Linked DNA regions of Mus musculus: all the other regions are linked to region 5. A link is a contact called in public HiChIP or PLAC-seq data. All regions are on one chromosome and are shown on one strand. Each heading gives the region's core, a stretch centred on a gene start, on an enhancer-like site or on the middle of the called end of the contact. The rest is flanking DNA. Distances are from core to core; before and after follow the strand shown.

Region 1 (3,381 bases), core at 287-2,786, 2.0 Mb after region 5:
AACAAAAATAGTAAAGTACACCTTTGCTTAAAGCAGAAAGGAAGTTCAGGAGATATGAGGACTTTCTTGCCATATATTAAATAATGCTCCTCGCTTGATCTCTGAGGCTTCTGAGAAAGAGTGGGCAGTCCTTGAGAGGGCAGGCCCAGAAGACCTGAATAACATGCTAAGAGCCAGAACCTAATCCAGGGTGGAAATCACTTTTTTCCTTTACACTTGTGCTCTTAGCCCAACCATTCTCCTCTCCTCCTGACTCTCCTCATCTGTCATTAGGGGAATACTAATAGCCATCTTTTCTCAGGCAAGCATTTCCGAACCTTTCCCTAAAGCCAGTAGTCATCCCTCTTGTTAATAATCCTGCCTCACCCTCACTGCCCAGACCTTGAAATGGAGAACAATTATCCGACTTCACCTGACCTCACTGTAACCCTATAAGGCAGTCTTCTGACTTTCATGTCTGACCTTCACGGCCTCTGCTACCTGATGAAACTCAGCCTTTGACAACTGGCCCAGGGTTACTTCGCCCAGCACAAAAGTGGGCCCCGTAGCCATGACACATTGGAGGCACTTTGACTAATTCATCTGGGGCAGGTCCAGGTTTCTTTTATGCCAGATGGAAAATGAAATCTCTGCTGTCCCAGGCCCGGGAAGCTCAGCATGAGGGAGGGACGAGCAGTTTTCCTATCTTTTCTTAAATTCATATTTAGTCCAAGCAGCTGCATTTAAAGGCTTTATTGCCCAGCACTAACCATAAACACTTCCAAGACTGCTTGGCTTTGAACACTTGAACTGTAATGGAAACTTTATATTGTTATGTCTGTTTTTGCTGAATTCTAGTTTTATGAGAGAAAAAAAAAGTCCTGACTGTCTTTTGGGTGATTTTACCTCCACCAATATATATACATATATATATATATATGTATATATGTATATATATTGGTGGAGGTGAAATATATATATATATATATATATATATATATATATATATATATATATATATATATATTTCTTTCATGCCCACACAAGGTTTGGGATGTAACCTAAAGAAAGGATGCTGCTTTCTGGGCTCCATCAATGTCAGCAATACAGACATGGATGGGAGCAGCCTGAGCTTAAGAATCTCCTGGGCCCCATTTCTGTTTTCATTTTTCTGTAGATTGAAGTGGCTGTAGTGCAGAAAACAATGGTAGGATAATACTGTAATCCTCTTGGCTCCCACCAGTGCACATGCACAGACCCGTGTCTTCTATCCATATATAGTGTGTAAACAAAGGACCTCATGCTCTGCTGCCTATCCCTGAGGAATTAAAAGCAAATGTATATAGCAGAGTATTCCTGGAGATTAAGTTATTTGAAAGGCATTTCATTTTGTAATCATGCAAATGCATCTGCTCTTGTTTTCCAGGCTGGTAACCAGATCTCACACTGCCAATTAATCACCTCCTTCCCTTTCTTCTTCAATTCTGCTGCAGTCTCCCTTACTCTGTGCTCTTTGATGCACAAGACGGGATGGCTAAGTAATAAGGCATTGCAAATCCACAGCTAGCAGGGTCATTTTTCACTCATTGTTCTGGTGCGGCTCTGGCTTTTCCTGACTTGACTTAGTTAAGGAAGGGGGAGGAAGAAGGGTTGATGAGAAGGTCAGTCTATTGTGTTGCCTCTGGATTCTGTGTTTGCCCTTCCTAAGCCTGTTTACACTCCAAGTCACTCAGACACACTACACATTCTTCTATAAAATCTAGTTTAAGCAGCAGTCTTCGGCACTGGGGTCACTGCACCAAGTAACTCTAAGAGTGCAATAGTAAAAGAACCAGTGGCTGGGTTTTTACATAACAGCCCAGGAGGAGATATTTTACTGTTATTTGTGATTACCTAAAGTGAATAATTCAGCCTCTTTTTGTTTAAATTGATTAGAAATGTGACACACAATATAAAGAAGTGCTGTTTCTTTTCATCAATAAACTTCTCATGGGATATGGTTATCTCTGGTTTAACCAAATAGAAATTACCAAACATTATAAATGCTGACCCTGCATTTATGTGACTATATAATAAAGGACAGAGAATTAAATACTACAATGGACAATTAGAATTCACTAGAATTAGCTGAGTGTTTAAAGACATAATAAAGATCACACCCAGAGACAGAATTAGTCATTCATAGCACATATCTACTTATTTGCAGATCTGAAAATTAGGATTGCTACACGGTTCCTAATTTTTATAGTAATCAAGTGTGATTTTAAGTCTTTAAATTCGTCTAAGACTCCAGTCTTTGAAAACATTAGTTGAACTGTTATAGAAGTGTGACATGTGAAAAACCCAACTAGAATGAAACAGAGATATAATCTTTAATACAGATGGGTGTTAAAGAACTGTACAGTGACTGAAACAGTGGCTGAATTTTAAGACTGTCAATTACAGATAACTAGAGGCTTTTTTTGGGGGGGGCAAAATATAACTCAGATGCAAAAGAAAGTCATTATGCTTCTAAAACAAATTTCTTTAATCAGGTAAATTGTGCAATCTCTATGATCTGTAAAATAATTCACAATTTGATAATTGTACCGATCATTAATTTAGTCTAAGGTCTCCAGAGTTATTAAGGTTTGCTGAGAAATCAATGTACTAGTTCCTGCTTTATCCAGCACCCATGGACATTTTCTGGTGAGGTCAGCAGAAGTCAAACCTCCAGAGCTAGCTCCACACCTGAACTGTAATCACAGGGGACCTGAATACTTTTGTACACCCGGGAGTGGGTTTTGCTTCTGATAGTCATGTAATCAATAGTAGGCATGTGTCTTTACTGTTTTATTTCTTTTATCTATTCTGTAAATTAGAGTGGTATTGAATTTTGATTAATTACTCTGAATTTTGAATGACTTCTTTGTTTCTGAAAATATAATATTGCTCATTTCATGTAATTGATAATTAAACGTATTTCTTCAAACAATGCCCTGAATTCTGATTTTTTTCTCCTACTTTTGTTTGGTAGGATTTTACAAAAAGGCTTACTTGTTTTACGTGTGTGCTTAAGTGTACTTGAGTGTATATGTTTGAGTCATATGTATACAGGTGTCTTTGGGGGCTAGAAAAGGGAATTAGATCCTCTAAACCTGAAGTCACAATCGTCATGCAGCACTCTTTCTGTTCCTTACACATCTGTCTCACACCACTGTCACCTAAGCCTTATTTATTAACTCACCAATATTGGAAGGCTAAGGAAGAAGTCTGTTTGAGTCATCCTTGTTCAGATCACCTGTTCTGGGATCATTGTGTGGTTTTGTATGCTTCATGTTAGAAAAACGCATGGAATTACAAGGATTGAGTGAAATCTATTATTTCTTCATGCCATGAGCAAAATTTTATGTTCAGTCCTAA
Region 2 (3,563 bases), core at 94-2,593, 2.1 Mb after region 5:
TAGCTGACTGTGAGCATCTACTTATGTGTTTGCTAGGCCCCGGCCTAGTCTCACAAGAGACAGCTATATTTGGGAATTGACTTTTTAATTGGTACTAAGTTCAAAATATAATTTCTTGCCCCTTAAGTGTTTCCTTGTAGAAATTTACCACCATTATTTCTATACCAAAGAGAACGATGTTCCTTCATCAATTTCAGTTTACTCCCTAATGTGCAACACATAATTTTGATGTTTTCTTATACTTACATACCCTTTATCCAATCAGTATTGCCCCGCCCCCCCCCCCCCCGCTACATTTCTTTATTCTATCCCTAATGCAGTCCTCTCACTGAATGGGATGTCCTGCTTACTATAAAACAGAAATCAATGGTGTGGCTTGCCCAGCCCTTTGTCTCTGCTATTCTTCTCTTCCCTCATCATCTCAGCTACCTATACACCTCAGTTGAATATTTATCCTGACCAACTGTACTGTTGTCTTCCCAATCTTTCCCTGATCATCATAGTCTTAACTGTTCTCTTGCTTTCCTGAACTTCTCTAATAACTATTCTATACACTCGAACAAGAGCTGATATTATTTTAACCCCCCCCCCCCCCAGTGCCTGAAAGAATCCTTTATCCTGTAATTCATATTTGACTGTGACCTGCTGACTGATTCTACCAACCCAAAACACTTCTACAGTTATAGGTTCTTTTGCTGTTAGATTTCTTCTTCAAAATGAAGCCACTCTTCTCATTTTCTCCATATTTTTCAAAACATGCTATGTGCAATTCTTAGATATTGGAGAAACAAACACCAGGCTTTAGATTTTTTTTTTTTTGGTCAGTGAAGGTACATTAATAGTAATTAATTCATGTATTTTTCACTAGCCTTCTGATTGATAGCTTTTATTAGCAAGGCCATCTTTTATACCGTTTAGGATGATGTCATCTAGGTTAACACAGAACAGGTATGTCTGCTGCCTGTTTTTCTAGTTATTATTAATACTATCAATTTGATTTGATTAAGGTGATAATTTAATTACCTTACCTACTCTGCTTCTTGTATAAATTTACCCACTCCCTTCCATAGAAGTAAAAAAAAAAGCTGCAGTATTTTAATTATTTATCACTTAATACTGACCCATTCTTGAAGCCCTGAAGCACTTTTATTAAAGAGCTGGTTCTTGTGATGTGACTGGAGAGATACGTTTGCTCTGAGATGGCTTCTGAACATCTGCATGTTCCATCTTAGATGGTGTGCGGTGAAGGGTGAAGATGAGCTGAAGTTTATGAATTTATAATGGGCACCCCACCAGGAAGAGCTGACAGAACAACACGGGAGAAAACTGAGCACAGAAATGGCTCTCAAAGAAGAAAGTCTCAGCTGGCCTGACCTGTGTATGACCTGAGTTAAAGCTAACCAGGGGAAGGAAGCAGCTTCTAAGTTTGTGGAAGTTGAGATGTAGTGGGTAGATTAAGGCAGGTAAAGGAAAGGGCCACAGCTCATGTGTTGGTTCTAACATAAGAAGTGTGCAGAGCTCAGCTGCACGGTGAAAAGAATCAATCACTCTTCCAAAGCATCAGGAGTTTTAAAATCGTCCTGGTAGCATTTTATCTGTACAGCAGAAATCTGTTAAGCCTAGGCTCTCAGATTGCAGCAGGGAATTTGTAGTCAAGGGTTTCTGTCCTGATTGGTGGTAAATTTGGAGGAGACTTTCCAATTCATGTAAAGAAAACACACACACCAGCAGTTGAGTTTTCAAATAAAAAAAAAAAAAAAAGAGTCCCTTCCAAACCTGCTTGTTAGTTCTGTGTAAAAATCACAACATATGTATTGTTGTGTTTCTGGAAAGATATTTAGTTAGGGACACAGTTTATATTTAATAATTTCTTACACAAGGGATAAATATAGTCCCGTTACATAAATATTATTGCTTACTATTTTCAGTAAATAGGTTCTTGGACAGCGTTTCTTCTTGATGTAAAAGCAGTTGCAGATAGATGGGGTATTGCTGAGGCTCAGTGTTCATTATGCACTCTACCTGTGTGAGACTGCACTTGCAATCTCATTTCTGCCTCTGAAAGTTGTCAGTTCTGGTCTGGAATATCAGGGATGAAAGGTTCACTGCTCTTGTCAGAGTTCAAAGGGCACCCAAGTGTTATGACCTACTCCCTTCCATTCCCTCCTTTTAAAATCAAATCTATACTTTCACTGGGTTTTGACCTTCACTTCTGGGCTTGTATATTCTGGTCAGGGTGATTCTCTTGTGTTCTCCTTCCAGGGGAAGGTACTGAGGGAGGAACAGGAAAATGAAACTTGAAGGTATTAATGTTTTAACTCCCAAACCAGTTGCTGTGCCTGTCACTTTACATGCCTGAATCTCATTAGTGTTGACAGAGATGAGCAGCACCTTCTAATTGAGGGCTTGTGCCTACAACTTGGCAGCACCAGCTTCGTTATGGCATGAGCATAAGGTCCTACTCCCCCGGTCAGTAATCTGAGTGGCAGTAAGCTACTCTTACAGAGGTGTAGGTGGAAGAAAGCCATTGATGTGCACGTCAGTATGCAGTACATTCACACCCATCCTTTTCCTATTCTTGTCTTTTCTTGGTCCTTCTTCTGCATCTTTTATGATGGAATAATTACAAGCATCCATGCCCCATGTTATATAAACAGAAAAGATTAGATGATCAGGAAAGAAGAAGAAAAATGAGAGAAAAGTGAGAAATATGATAGGAAGAAATGACCAAAGAAACTACATATCCAATCCAATGTAAGTGGAAACTCACCATTATGATATTGTGCCTGGGCTTGTCTGCTTTTATGCTGCTGCCCTGCAGTTCAGTCACTTGTTAAAAAGCAATAGCTTTGTTTCAAAATCATGCCCATATGTATAGTTATATGCATACAAAATTCACTCATACCACTGGATTTAAGGGCTCCATGTCACAGTTAAATCACAATAGCTCTCAAATTAGTTCAAGGGGGTTCGCATGATAATACTGCACATTCATGCTGAGTACAAACTTATTTTTGGCACCGCCACATAAAACACTTACATAAACAAACAGCTGTGTTCAGATGTAATGAACACTCTCAACATATGCCCTTGTGCTCCATGATAAGTGAGATAGCTTTCATAACCCTTGAGTAAAAATAAATACCAGTTTCCAACATATGAATGTATAGATATCTTAGCATATTTTACTTGAGAAGTTACAATTTTTTTCAATACAGCAGTATCAATTTTGTATCTTTTAAATGCAACCAAAGCTATTTTGGAAAGTAAAAGCAATGAGTAACATTTGAATTAGGTAGTTCTTACTTTTTAAAATATATTTCTATCACTTATATATGTGACCATGATCAAGTAATGCATAAATCAGCAAGAACTTGTAATTAACTTAAAAAAACATGATTAAGTAGTAAACCACAAAATTCTGTTAAAAGGGCAACATACTAGTTATCTCCCAGAAAGGAAAAGGGGAGGGGCTGAGCAAGAAGGCAAGAATTTGAGGTGAGAGTTGTGAGGAGCAGGTGTGGCGGCAGTACCAAAGGCACCAGGGACTGCAGCTAAGTCAT
Region 3 (3,378 bases), core at 491-2,990, 2.2 Mb after region 5:
GAGTCACGAGGAATACCTGGTAATTGTGAGAGTTATTTCTCAAGACAGTTTCTAAGAGCCCCTAACAATAGCACATTTGCATAGTGGGTTCCAGCAATGATCAGGGTGGGTCAGGGTGACTTTCTTTGAGTGAACTTCCTTGAACACAGGAAGCAGGTGGGTAGAGGAATGTTGCTATCTGTTTTATGATTAGCATACCTTGGAGCATTGAGTGATAGAGATCACATTCTCAAGCCTAGGCCTAAAGGCCTAGAATTTTGCTTTTACATTATATTTTTTCACAATATCATTTAAACCACTGTATTTACCCTCCCATTCCTTCCAAGTCCTCTCATTCTCTCCCAAATTCATGGCCTCATTATCTTTAACCATTATTATTACATAAACAAATAAACATATAAATAAAACATACTGAGTCTGTGCAGTGATGCCTGCATAAATATGTTTCTGGAAATGACCATTTGGTATTTTATAACCAATTTGGGGGCTCATCAGTGGAAGAGACTGAGTTGCCCTCTCTCAGAAGTTGTTAGCTGCTTGTAGCTCTTCATCTAGGGATTTTGTCAATTGCTTGTAGATTGAATTTCCTCCATCTATATTGTAATGTAGTATATTGGAATTGTTCAGGTTCTTGTTTAGGCAACCATGTTGTTGAGATTTTGTGAGTATAACTTCCCTTTTATAGTGAGAAAGCATAATCTCACAGCAGGACTCTTGGTCCTCTGTCTCGTTCCATTCTTACCTCTTTTATGGTGTACTCAGAACCTTAGATACAGAAGTGGTATTGTTGATATATCAACTGGGACAGAGGAATTCTCAGAGTCAACCTAATTGTAAACAATACATGACCCTGAAAGAGGAAGACTAAACATTAATCTTTATTAATCACCAAAATTATTTAGTATAGCCTTCATATTTAAATGTAGAAAATAACCTTTGGTAGTACTAGAGACTTGAAGTTTTGATTAACTCCAGTGATCACAGAGATATTTTTCTTTTTCCTTTACCCTTTCATTTTCCTCCATTGTTATATAGAGTACTAAACATTATTTAAAATCATTATTTTTTAAATGCATTATATCTTTCATATCAACTGTTAGATCAAATAAATATCTTATTTAATATGTCAATCAATAATTAATTGCATGAATCAAAAGCGCAAGCCCTATTCTAGCAAGTTCCATTAGTGCCAACCCCATTGTCCAAATTAAACTTTACATAATCATTTTTTTCTGCATGTTACAGAAATAACTGAATAGTGTGTGCATGTGTGTGGAGAAAATGTGTGTATATGTATAAAGTGGGTTTGAACTGTACTCAGAAACTTAAGAATAAGGACAGCTTACAGGCTGATCTAAAGTGGGAGATGATATAGTGAGAATGGGTTGGCCATATATTCTTTAAAAAACCTCTCCTCTGCTTTGCAGGATGGGAGAAGAAACTTTTCCAGAAAACCATTCATTGGATCCTATATCCACACCTCTCCTGTGCCTCTCTCTTTTGTCTTGTGGACAAGAGACTGATTCATTTACTAAGGAGACATTAGCAGTTAAAGAGATATGCATAGATCTTTGGCCTTCAGCCTGTTAACACTAAGCCAGGTCAGGCCAACATATAAATGTTCTTGGTTTATTTTTAGTTGAAAAGTAATTGCCATTTTTCTTTGACCACAATTCTTATTTCTAATACATGCTGTTCATATTAGCCAGTGACTTCCTGTCCTTGGCTGATCTGCAGTTCATGTGTCTTTGCAGCAGGTCTTCACAAAGAATCATTGTTCTTCTGATTTGTGAAACCTAAAATGAATTGACTTATTGATTCTAGGATTTTAAATGACCCCTTTCTGGTAGGTGATTCTTCTAAAGATTAAGTTTCCATAACTTTAAAATGGCAAAATAATCGTATGGTCACTAAGATACACACAATGCAGTCTATAATAATGTAGGCACATACTGAATTGAAATTATCCACTATTGTGGGCCAGCCATGTCATCCAGGTACTGAGGCAGGCAGCAAAGGGTGGTGTAAGTGTTAATGGGACCAGAGCTGCTTTATCTTTGGCAATAATTCTTCTGTTTTCAACACCTTGTGATTTTGTGGCTAAAAGCCACAGGCTTCTGGTAATTTGATTTCTGCCTATGGCAGCAGGGAACTTAAGAAAACAGGCTTAGTTTCTCTATAACTCAAGGGTCTGGTCCCTCACTGGGAAAGTAAGAGGTTTGGAGTTTATTAACTCTTTGTGAACCAGTGAGAAAAGAAAAGAAAAGAAAAGAAAAGAAAAGAAAAGAAAAGAAAAGAAGAGAAGAGAAGAGAAGAGAAGAGAAGAGAAGAGAAGAGAAGAGAAGAGAAGAGAAGAGAAGAGAAAAGAAAAGAAAAGAAAAGAAAAGAAAAGAAAAGAAAAGAAAAGAAAAGAAAAAGAGGGAGAATTCAAGCATACACATAGATACATATACTTTTGCTGGACTGTAACAGCTGTCTCAACAATTCCACAAGTGTTCATACATACTTATTCATACACATATTCCTATATGCATAGGTATGCACATACATATAGACAAACAAACATATGCACATACACACTTTGTGGATGGAGCAGAGACACCAGAAGCTCTAGGTATACATTAAGTGGTTGCAGCTCAGTCACAAATGCCACACTTTATTTTCTTTGGCAATTTATACCTTCTTAGATAAAAGTTCTTTATAGCATTACCTCATAGATAAAATGTTACATGAGAGGGGAGTTACAGAAGAATGTTGATAGTAAGTTCAAAGCAGTGTTTCATTCTATAAGCTCATTATAAGTTCAAAGCAACAGTTTTACATTTCCTTGCTTTATCACCACACCTGTGGTTTCATCCTAAGACCTGACCTAGAATGAATGTTTTTCCTTGATCACAAATTTGTTCCAAGCCTGCTTTCTTATGGTAATGCAACTATCCTGTTACACAGGACAGTGTACAGAGCTCTATTTGTAGCTTTATTCTGTAAGGGACTTAAGATTATTTGTATCAATTTAAGAGTTCTATAAAAATCATTATCAGAAATTGTGAAATCATCAATTTGTCTATACAGCATTATTATATGAGAGTACATCTTCATGTTGATCTGCAGGAAATTTGCCCAAGTAGGATGGGCTGATACCCAGGAATCATTAGACAAAAAAAGATTTATCAACATCAATAAGCAATCCTCAGATCAAGTCTCTGGTGACCCTGCATGTCAGAGCTCACCTTTGCAGCCATGGAGAAACAGTAGACCATCTCCAAAATTTCATTGGCTTGCCTTAGCCTTTCTGAGATGGTGTCTGTCAATCTATATCTACCATTTCTGAAATGAAAATAATTGTGAAGATTTCCTCTTATTATTTTATGTGTATAG
Region 4 (3,662 bases), core at 924-3,423, 2.3 Mb after region 5:
TTTTTGAAAGAATTAAAAACCCATTTCTCAGCATCCTAACATTCTTGATGTTTTGTGTAATGTAGTGAAATAATTTGTTGAAGTCCTCTGGGGTGGCCTTGTTCTGTCCCGTACTTGCCCTCCTGCATAGCAAATGAGATGACTCGATTCCTTGATAAACACATTACATTTAATGTCATTTCAGTGTTTGGACTCTATACATTTGAGACCTAATCCTGAAGAAGAAGAGCGTTGGAGATGAATGCCAATTTAGATGTATGTTTCAACCCAGGAATATTTTAGTTTCTGAACTTGAGTGTTAGAGGTGTAGACTATGACAGTACCTTTGTTCATAGCTTTCTCAACACAAAATTCTAATGGCTGTTATCCCCCAAGAAATAACCTCAAATTGAAGGAACACTATTTTGATCTAAGTTCACAGGGTATTTTCTGGAGTGGCTCATTTGGCTGAAAGCCAGTAGTATGGTAAATGTGGGTCCTGGGATTAGGGAGACTTGAGCTCAAAACTTCCTGTTCTACCTAACAACTGCTGAGGTTAGCTTTGTATATTCTTTGAGTCCCAGACACTTAATGCTTATATTTAGCATGATAATGTCTACTTCATAGAATTGCTATGAATACTAATTGAGATAAAATTTCTAAAGTACATGACACAAAGTGTTCAATAAATATTAATATATGTAATTAGACAAAGAGCCCTGCTAGGTCTTCAGACCTACTGTTTATTAATTTTCCTCCTCTGATTGCATCTGTATTACAATTATGCATATTTCCTTTTGTTTAACATTTTATTAATATGTATTAAATTTTTTCTTGAATGAAGAAGTTTCTTTTCTTTTTTCTCCAAACATTTTTATTACTTCTTCGAAAATTTCATACCATGTATTTTGATCATATTAACACCCTAAGTCTGCCTCAGCTCCCTTCAGATATACCTACTATTTACACACTGGATATTTCCTACTATCTGGAAAACTTTGTGTCCTAGTGTCCTGATATGCATACATTCATACATACATACATACATACATACATACATACATACATCTCCATCTCTCTCATTGCACTGACTATATACTCCTGGATGTAGGGCCAGCCACGGAAGCATGATGGATCTACTAACGGTCACACCCCTAACAAAACTTTCTTTCTTTCACCAGAAACTGTCCACTATATACAATTCCCCAGTTAAGGATGGAGGAAAGGAACCCTAAGTCTCTGGTCTACAGGACAAATAACACACACACTCACACACACACACACACACACACACACACACACACTACTAGTTTGCATTAATCTATGTTCCTCGTTTTGTAATCTACTTTGAGCAAGATAAACCATAGCCTTACACAACAGAGAGATTCCCAACCTACATTTAACTGAGAAGATCATTGCCTTTTGCTTCTTTGGAAACATACATCATGCCTAAGTGAATTTCTTAATATGAAAATAAATGTTATACTATGATGGCTTCTAAAGAGGAATAGAAATGTGCAACTCATTAAAAAAGTGCACATAGGTACTTATAAACAGACAAAAAAGTTTTTTGGCACATTTCATGGTGCAGACATTAAAAGAAAAAGTCATAAATTATCCTTGAAGTACAACAAATTCATTTTAATGGTAAAGCTTGTATCTATTAGTCACTTCAAAATTTGAAAAAAAAAAACATTACTAGCCCTTTAATAAGATATGTAAGAGAATCACTAAAGAATCAATATGAAATAATAAAGTATGGATGTGCTTCATGTTTCCCATTTTCTAAGCTAAAGAGCGGAGAATGATCCCTTGATCACTTAAAATGTTCAACCTGTTTTTGATGGTATTTATGATCTGTTGGACACACTAAAAGCTTTGTTAATAACCTACCAAAAGTAAGTGACGTCAGTGATTTAGTTCTTTGGTCTAAAACCTGACCAACATCATGTTTTTACTTATCCCTTTGGATACTTAGAAATTATCATGTTAAAAGCACCGAAAAAGATGATTTGTTGCTTGAAATATGTGAGTTGAATGGGAATTTTCTGGGCTTTGTGATCGTGAACCTCACATACAGAGAAGCTAGTGAGTCCTGCCAAAATGTCAATGGAGTAGGGTACAGTGCCAACACCAAGGGCAGAGAGCCCATTTGGGCGCACTAGGAGTATATTACATGTATGGCTTTATCTTTTCTTGGAAACCAGACAGCTCTAGTAGTGTGCTCTTCTGCATAAAATAGTAAATTAGTCACCCAGTGCTACTGAGGTGGTTCATTAATTCCAAGTGTCAGCTTCTCTTTATTTTCACATGGCTGAGAATCAAGTAGTTGCACATCAAATTGTGACTTTTTTCCTGCTTCTCATTTGGCTCAGACCCTTTATCTGTCATTATTTATGTCCTCAAAGGCCTCAGCAAAGCTGCCATCCTTGAGTAACAAAAGATGCTGCTCAGAGTGGCTCAGACTGGGGCTTGTTGCAGCAGATGCTGTTTTATGTTTTGCCAGAGAATAGGTCCTTTTATTTCTGCCTTGAATGCAGCCTTTCTTTCCATTCCTAAAGGTTTTCAAGCATTAAACCTAATCCTTATCTATGCACTGTGGAAGATAGCCCATGCCTTTGCCATCAGAGCCCATACAACATTCACTGTGTGGATAAAGATATGCAAAGAAGTGAAACTCTGGGCTCTTTAGTTCACTGCCTCTGCTCATCTCACTTCTTGAAATGAGAACAAGAACTGAAGTCTTTGCCTGTAGGAATAACTGATCAGAAGTGGAAAATGCCTGAGAAAAGCATTAAAATAAATAAATCAAACTGAGAACAGTTCATCATCAGGTTTGCTATTGAAACATAACCAGAGAAGAAAGGCAGAGACAGAATTAATGGTTTGTAACAAGAATTGCTTTCTTTCAAGGTAATGAGATTGTCTGTTTGAAGATCAGAGGAGTGTCCTAAAATCAGAATATGCCAGGGCAAAGGTGACACCTGGGACCATATGCACCTGTGTGGTTGTGCCTCAGAGAAAAGTTCTCATAACAAAACAGAATTGTCCATAGAAATTGCTTTGATGCTATTTCAATGGTTCTTCTTATCACTATTTGAACTATTTGAAAGCATTGCCCTACTGATCTGATTTTCTTCAATATTACTAGTAATTCCTTACATGAAAATAGGCATAGGGCTAGGCAAGAAATATGAGCTAGGCCAGCAAGACAGGTATGCAGGTAAATGCATTTGCCAAACAAGCATAACAACGTGAATATGATCCCTAGAACATACAGAAAGCTAGATGTGATGATCTATAATTCTAGCACTTTTAGGGCAAAGTGGGTATTGGGAACACAAGATGCTTGGAGAATTATAGACAATCAAGCCTAGAGCATGTAGCATATCAGAAACAAGATGTTCTCTGCAACACTGTGGAGGGAGAGACTTGACTCCTGAAAGTTGTCTTCTAACTCCCGAATGCTCACTACCACTCACATATATCATATACAACATACACACATTTCACCAAGAATAAGAAATTTAAATTTACAAATGTATGGCAACAGCTTTTATTGTGTTCCCTCATATAATGTGAAGTTTGTTGGTTTGTTGGTTTATTGGTCTATTTTCCATGAAACTACTATTCACCTCGTCTTCACTTCAGTTTTTTGTTTTGTTTTTTGTTATTTTGTTGTT
Region 5 (3,422 bases), core at 862-3,361:
AGGGCTGTGATGGGTAGCAAATAGTCAAAAAAAAAAAAAATTACTTGCTTTTTACCCACAAAACATTCTTGCCTGCAGTTGATCTTAGAGACCCAGTCAGCTGTCTCCATAGGGTACTCTTTCCAGTAAATGTCTAATTCTTGACACCCTCGGCCTCCTTCCAGCCTAAATACTCTGAATGTGTGACAAGGTAAATGGAAATATACCACCCAGCACTACTGTGCTCTCAATCAAGAGCTGGCTCTAAGTTGGCCTCCTCTGTTACTAGCCTGAGGGAAATCAGTTTATCATCGTATTAAAGGTGAGTTTTCACTAGAGTCCCAATGCTCAGATCTTGGGAAAAGGGTGGTTTGTGTAACTAAGTTGTTCTATATTCTAAGTATTATCTGCATGTGTTCGCTCTTTGAGACAAGGACTTGGGTAGCTGGAGCTGTCCTGGAATTCTTTTTTTTTTTTTTTTTCCCTTGGTTTTTCGAGACAGGGTTTCTCTGTGTAGCCCTGGCTGTCCTGGAACTCACTTTGTAGACCAGGCTGGCCTCGAACTCAGAAATCCGCCTGCCTCTGCCTCCCAAGTGCTGGGACTACAGGCGTGCGCCACCACCGCCCAGCTTGTCCTGGAATTCTTAAGCATCAGCGGATGATCTTGAACTCCTGATCTTCCTGAAGGCACCTCCCAAGTACTGAGATAACAAACGGGGACCACCAAAGGGGCTTTCGATTACGTTTCACCACCGGTGACCACCTCCCACCTTAGTCTCTCGAACATCGTGCTGCTCTTACTAGAAGTGGCATTTGCATTAGGGAGAACTCGGAATGTGTGTTAGAATCCAGAGGGCTCAGGACACACATCCGTGGTTTATAATCACACACTCACCGGGCACTAACACAAGCCCTCTATAAAGCTCACAAGGTTCCCAAAGCACAGAAGAGGAGGACAATGAGACCCAGAAAGAAAGATCAGGAGAGGGACTTGAGATAGGTCCAGCAGCCCACTCCCCTGTGCCACCCCTTTCTCTTCTTGGTCTTTTAGGCCCAATTGCTTCAAGTAGCACAGACACACGGGAGACAATGGGTAAGAAAGAGAGGGGGAAGGAGAGCACATAGCGAACCCATCTATCCTTTGGATATTGTGGAAAACAAACATTTAGAAAGTGAAGTCAATCCCATCCTGTATTCACCATGATCGCCCTATACAGAAATCACACAAAGTCTCTTATTGAGGTAATTATGGGCCACTGCCTTAGCGTTCCACAGAAAATCTTGTTTGGCCTACCCAGGATTTATAGGGGAAGTGAAATCATTAAATAACTAGTTAACCTCTGTTTGGCAAAAAGAGTAAGTAATTACTGAAAAGGGGAGAAAGAAAAAAAAAAAAAAAACCCTGCCTTTCACAAACAGCACAGATAGCATCCTGAAGGGATTTACACAATACACCAACGTTTGTTCTGTACCCAGAGTTGTTAAAATAATTGTGATGACAGGTGTCTAGGTACCACTTTCTTAATGGTTTTCAATATCCATTGATTTATTATTGTGGCTCCCCCCACTTACATCTCTAGCTCTAAGAAGGGGCTAAGAAAAGAGATTTTGCACCAAAGGCTGATTCTTTATTCCTGGGCTGAAAAGAACTAATAAAAATAATCACTCGGCTTTTAAGCAGAAAGCTTCCATTTACAGTATTTCACCCTTACCCCCCCTCCAAGCCCCTTGTTATCTAACATAATGGCTAGAATACATTTCCGTCTCTCCCCTTAATAACTTCATGCATTAACATCCTCTTCACACATGCGCGTGCGTGCGCGCGCGCGCGCGCGCACACACACACACACACACACAGAGGCAAACGCGCGCGCACCCAGCAAAAGGCGGAGGTGGGGGGGAAAGAGGCAGCAGAAATCTCAGCTGTACTTCTAGCCCTTTTAAAAAGTTTGCTCTGTAAATTGGAATGAGGTCAGATTTGGAGCTTCTCATTGCACGCGGAGATTATTATTGCATCGGGTTCCAAGCCAATGGGAAGGACGGGGGAGGGGCTTGGCACGAGGAAGCGTTAGTTACAGCGGCTGATTGGCTGTCTGAGAAAGGATAAAGAAGCGCGAGGCGGAATTGGGGTCTGCTCTAAGCTGCAGCCAGAGAAACAGAGTGAGGGGAAGAGGGCCGTCTCCCTCCCGGTTTCCAGTTCTTGCACGCTGTTTCTTAGAGAGTCTGCAGTGGGGGAACTCTGCCGGTAACCAGCTCCCCTTCTTGCAGGAGGGAGGGAGAAACATACATTTATTCATGCCGGTCTGTTGCATGCAAGCTTCTTGGCTTCCTACCTTGCAACAAAATAATTGCACCAACTCCTCAGCGCCGATTCCGCCCACAGAGAGTCCCGGAGCCAGAGTCGCTTTGGCTTTGCACTGCAGGAAAGGGACTTAGGCGCTAGAGACGATGTCGCTTTCCTGAGCTACCGCGAGCTCTCGTGAACTGCAATCGACTGCTTCAGGGAAAGGGGTGGGGGAAAGACTTGCCCCGGAGGCGGCGAGAAACTTGCGTTTGGAAGATACTCCGGCTACCAACGTTTGGAGAAACTCCTCGCCGCGGCCGACTCCAGCCTCGGTGCCCGCAGGGAGCACTTCAGCGGTGAGGGAGGACGGAGGGCCTCGGGGACTCTAGGTTGGCGGCGGGAGGCGGCCGCCCCTGGCCCGCGCGCCGCTCAGGGGACCCTGGTCTCCGCCCCGGGGAGCCCGCAGGGCCCGGCGACCGCGCCGCGAGCGTGTGAGCGCGCGTGGGCGCCCGGCAAGCCGGGGCCATGGTACAACAGACCAACAACGCGGAGAACACTGAGGCTCTGCTGGCCGGGGAGAGCTCGGACTCGGGCGCCGGCCTGGAGCTGGGCATCGCGTCCTCCCCGACGCCTGGCTCCACCGCGTCGACGGGCGGCAAGGCGGACGACCCCAGCTGGTGCAAGACGCCCAGTGGCCACATCAAGCGGCCCATGAACGCCTTTATGGTGTGGTCGCAGATCGAGCGGCGCAAGATCATGGAGCAGTCGCCCGACATGCACAACGCCGAGATCTCCAAGCGGCTAGGCAAACGCTGGAAGCTGCTCAAGGACAGCGACAAGATTCCGTTCATCCAGGAGGCGGAGCGGCTGCGCCTCAAGCACATGGCTGACTACCCTGACTACAAGTACCGGCCGCGAAAGAAGGTGAAGTCGGGCAACGCGGGCGCGGGATCGGCGGCCACAGCCAAGCCAGGGGAGAAGGGCGACAAGGTCGCGGGCAGCAGCGGCCACGCGGGAAGCAGCCACGCGGGGGGTGGCGCGGGCGGCAGCTCCAAGCCCGCGCCCAAGAAGAGCTGTGGCCCCAAGGTGGCGGGCAGCTCGGTCGGCAAGCCCCACGCTAAGCTGGTCCCGGCGGGCGGCAGCAAGGCGGCTGCATCGT

The links. HiChIP or PLAC-seq counts read pairs in DNA pulled down with a chosen protein or histone mark.
Region 1: a contact with region 5 is called in an H3K4me3 HiChIP or PLAC-seq map of neural tube, with 10 times the contacts expected there. The contact joins the enhancer-like site here to the promoter of Sox4 in region 5. A contact is called at or near these places in 6 of 39 promoter capture datasets (the 3T3-L1 cell line, frontonasal cranial neural crest, hippocampal neurons and 2 more) and 5 of 115 datasets of contacts at active chromatin or transcription factors (craniofacial prominence, differentiating embryonic stem cells, embryonic hindbrain and 2 more).
Region 2: an H3K4me3 HiChIP or PLAC-seq map of neural tube shows a contact between it and region 5, with 6 times the contacts expected there. The contact joins the enhancer-like site here to the promoter of Sox4 in region 5. A contact is called at or near these places in 3 of 39 promoter capture datasets (the 3T3-L1 cell line, cranial neural crest and hippocampal neurons) and 5 of 115 datasets of contacts at active chromatin or transcription factors (astrocytes, embryonic forebrain, embryonic limb bud and 2 more).
Region 3: an H3K4me3 HiChIP or PLAC-seq map of embryonic limb bud shows a contact between it and region 5, with 5 times the contacts expected there. The contact joins the enhancer-like site here to the promoter of Sox4 in region 5. A contact is called at or near these places in 5 of 39 promoter capture datasets (the 3T3-L1 cell line, cranial neural crest, frontonasal cranial neural crest and 2 more) and 5 of 115 datasets of contacts at active chromatin or transcription factors (astrocytes, embryonic forebrain, embryonic limb bud and 2 more).
Region 4: a contact with region 5 is called in an H3K27ac HiChIP or PLAC-seq map of stem cell-derived neural progenitor cells, with 4 times the contacts expected there. The contact joins the enhancer-like site here to the promoter of Sox4 in region 5. A contact is called at or near these places in 4 of 39 promoter capture datasets (the 3T3-L1 cell line, cranial neural crest, hippocampal neurons and 1 more), 1 of 484 Hi-C or Micro-C datasets (cerebellar granule neurons) and 8 of 115 datasets of contacts at active chromatin or transcription factors (astrocytes, differentiating embryonic stem cells, embryonic forebrain and 5 more).

What each region holds. Positions count from the first base shown.
Region 1 is chr13:26,931,101-26,934,481 of GRCm38.p6, reverse strand. No RefSeq gene overlaps it. Among named protein-coding and RNA genes, the nearest start is that of Prl, 120 kb to the left of the region's middle. Within about 2 kb of position 1,536, at least 39 of the 459 cell types and tissues checked have an H3K27ac peak or open chromatin away from gene starts, as enhancers often do. A contact at or near this core is called in craniofacial prominence and neural tube, where this site is marked.
Region 2 is chr13:26,866,896-26,870,458 of GRCm38.p6, reverse strand. No RefSeq gene overlaps it. Among named protein-coding and RNA genes, the nearest start is that of Hdgfl1, 99 kb to the right of the region's middle. Within about 2 kb of position 1,343, at least 3 of the 459 cell types and tissues checked have an H3K27ac peak or open chromatin away from gene starts, as enhancers often do. A contact at or near this core is called in neural tube, where this site is marked.
Region 3 is chr13:26,733,898-26,737,275 of GRCm38.p6, reverse strand. No RefSeq gene overlaps it. Among named protein-coding and RNA genes, the nearest start is that of Hdgfl1, 35 kb to the left of the region's middle. Within about 2 kb of position 1,740, at least 2 of the 459 cell types and tissues checked have an H3K27ac peak or open chromatin away from gene starts, as enhancers often do. A contact at or near this core is called in embryonic limb bud, where this site is marked.
Region 4 is chr13:26,655,997-26,659,658 of GRCm38.p6, reverse strand. No RefSeq gene overlaps it. Among named protein-coding and RNA genes, the nearest start is that of Hdgfl1, 110 kb to the left of the region's middle. Within about 2 kb of position 2,173, at least 44 of the 459 cell types and tissues checked have an H3K27ac peak or open chromatin away from gene starts, as enhancers often do. A contact at or near this core is called in astrocytes, embryonic forebrain, neural progenitor cells and 2 more, where this site is marked.
Region 5 is chr13:28,952,388-28,955,809 of GRCm38.p6, reverse strand. Sox4 (SRY (sex determining region Y)-box 4) reads left to right here and starts at 2,111. Exons shown (of 1, transcript NM_009238.3): 1 at 2,111-3,422. The coding sequence starts at 2,789. The region is part of intron 1 of Gm46405 (a long non-coding RNA gene); the gene reads left to right.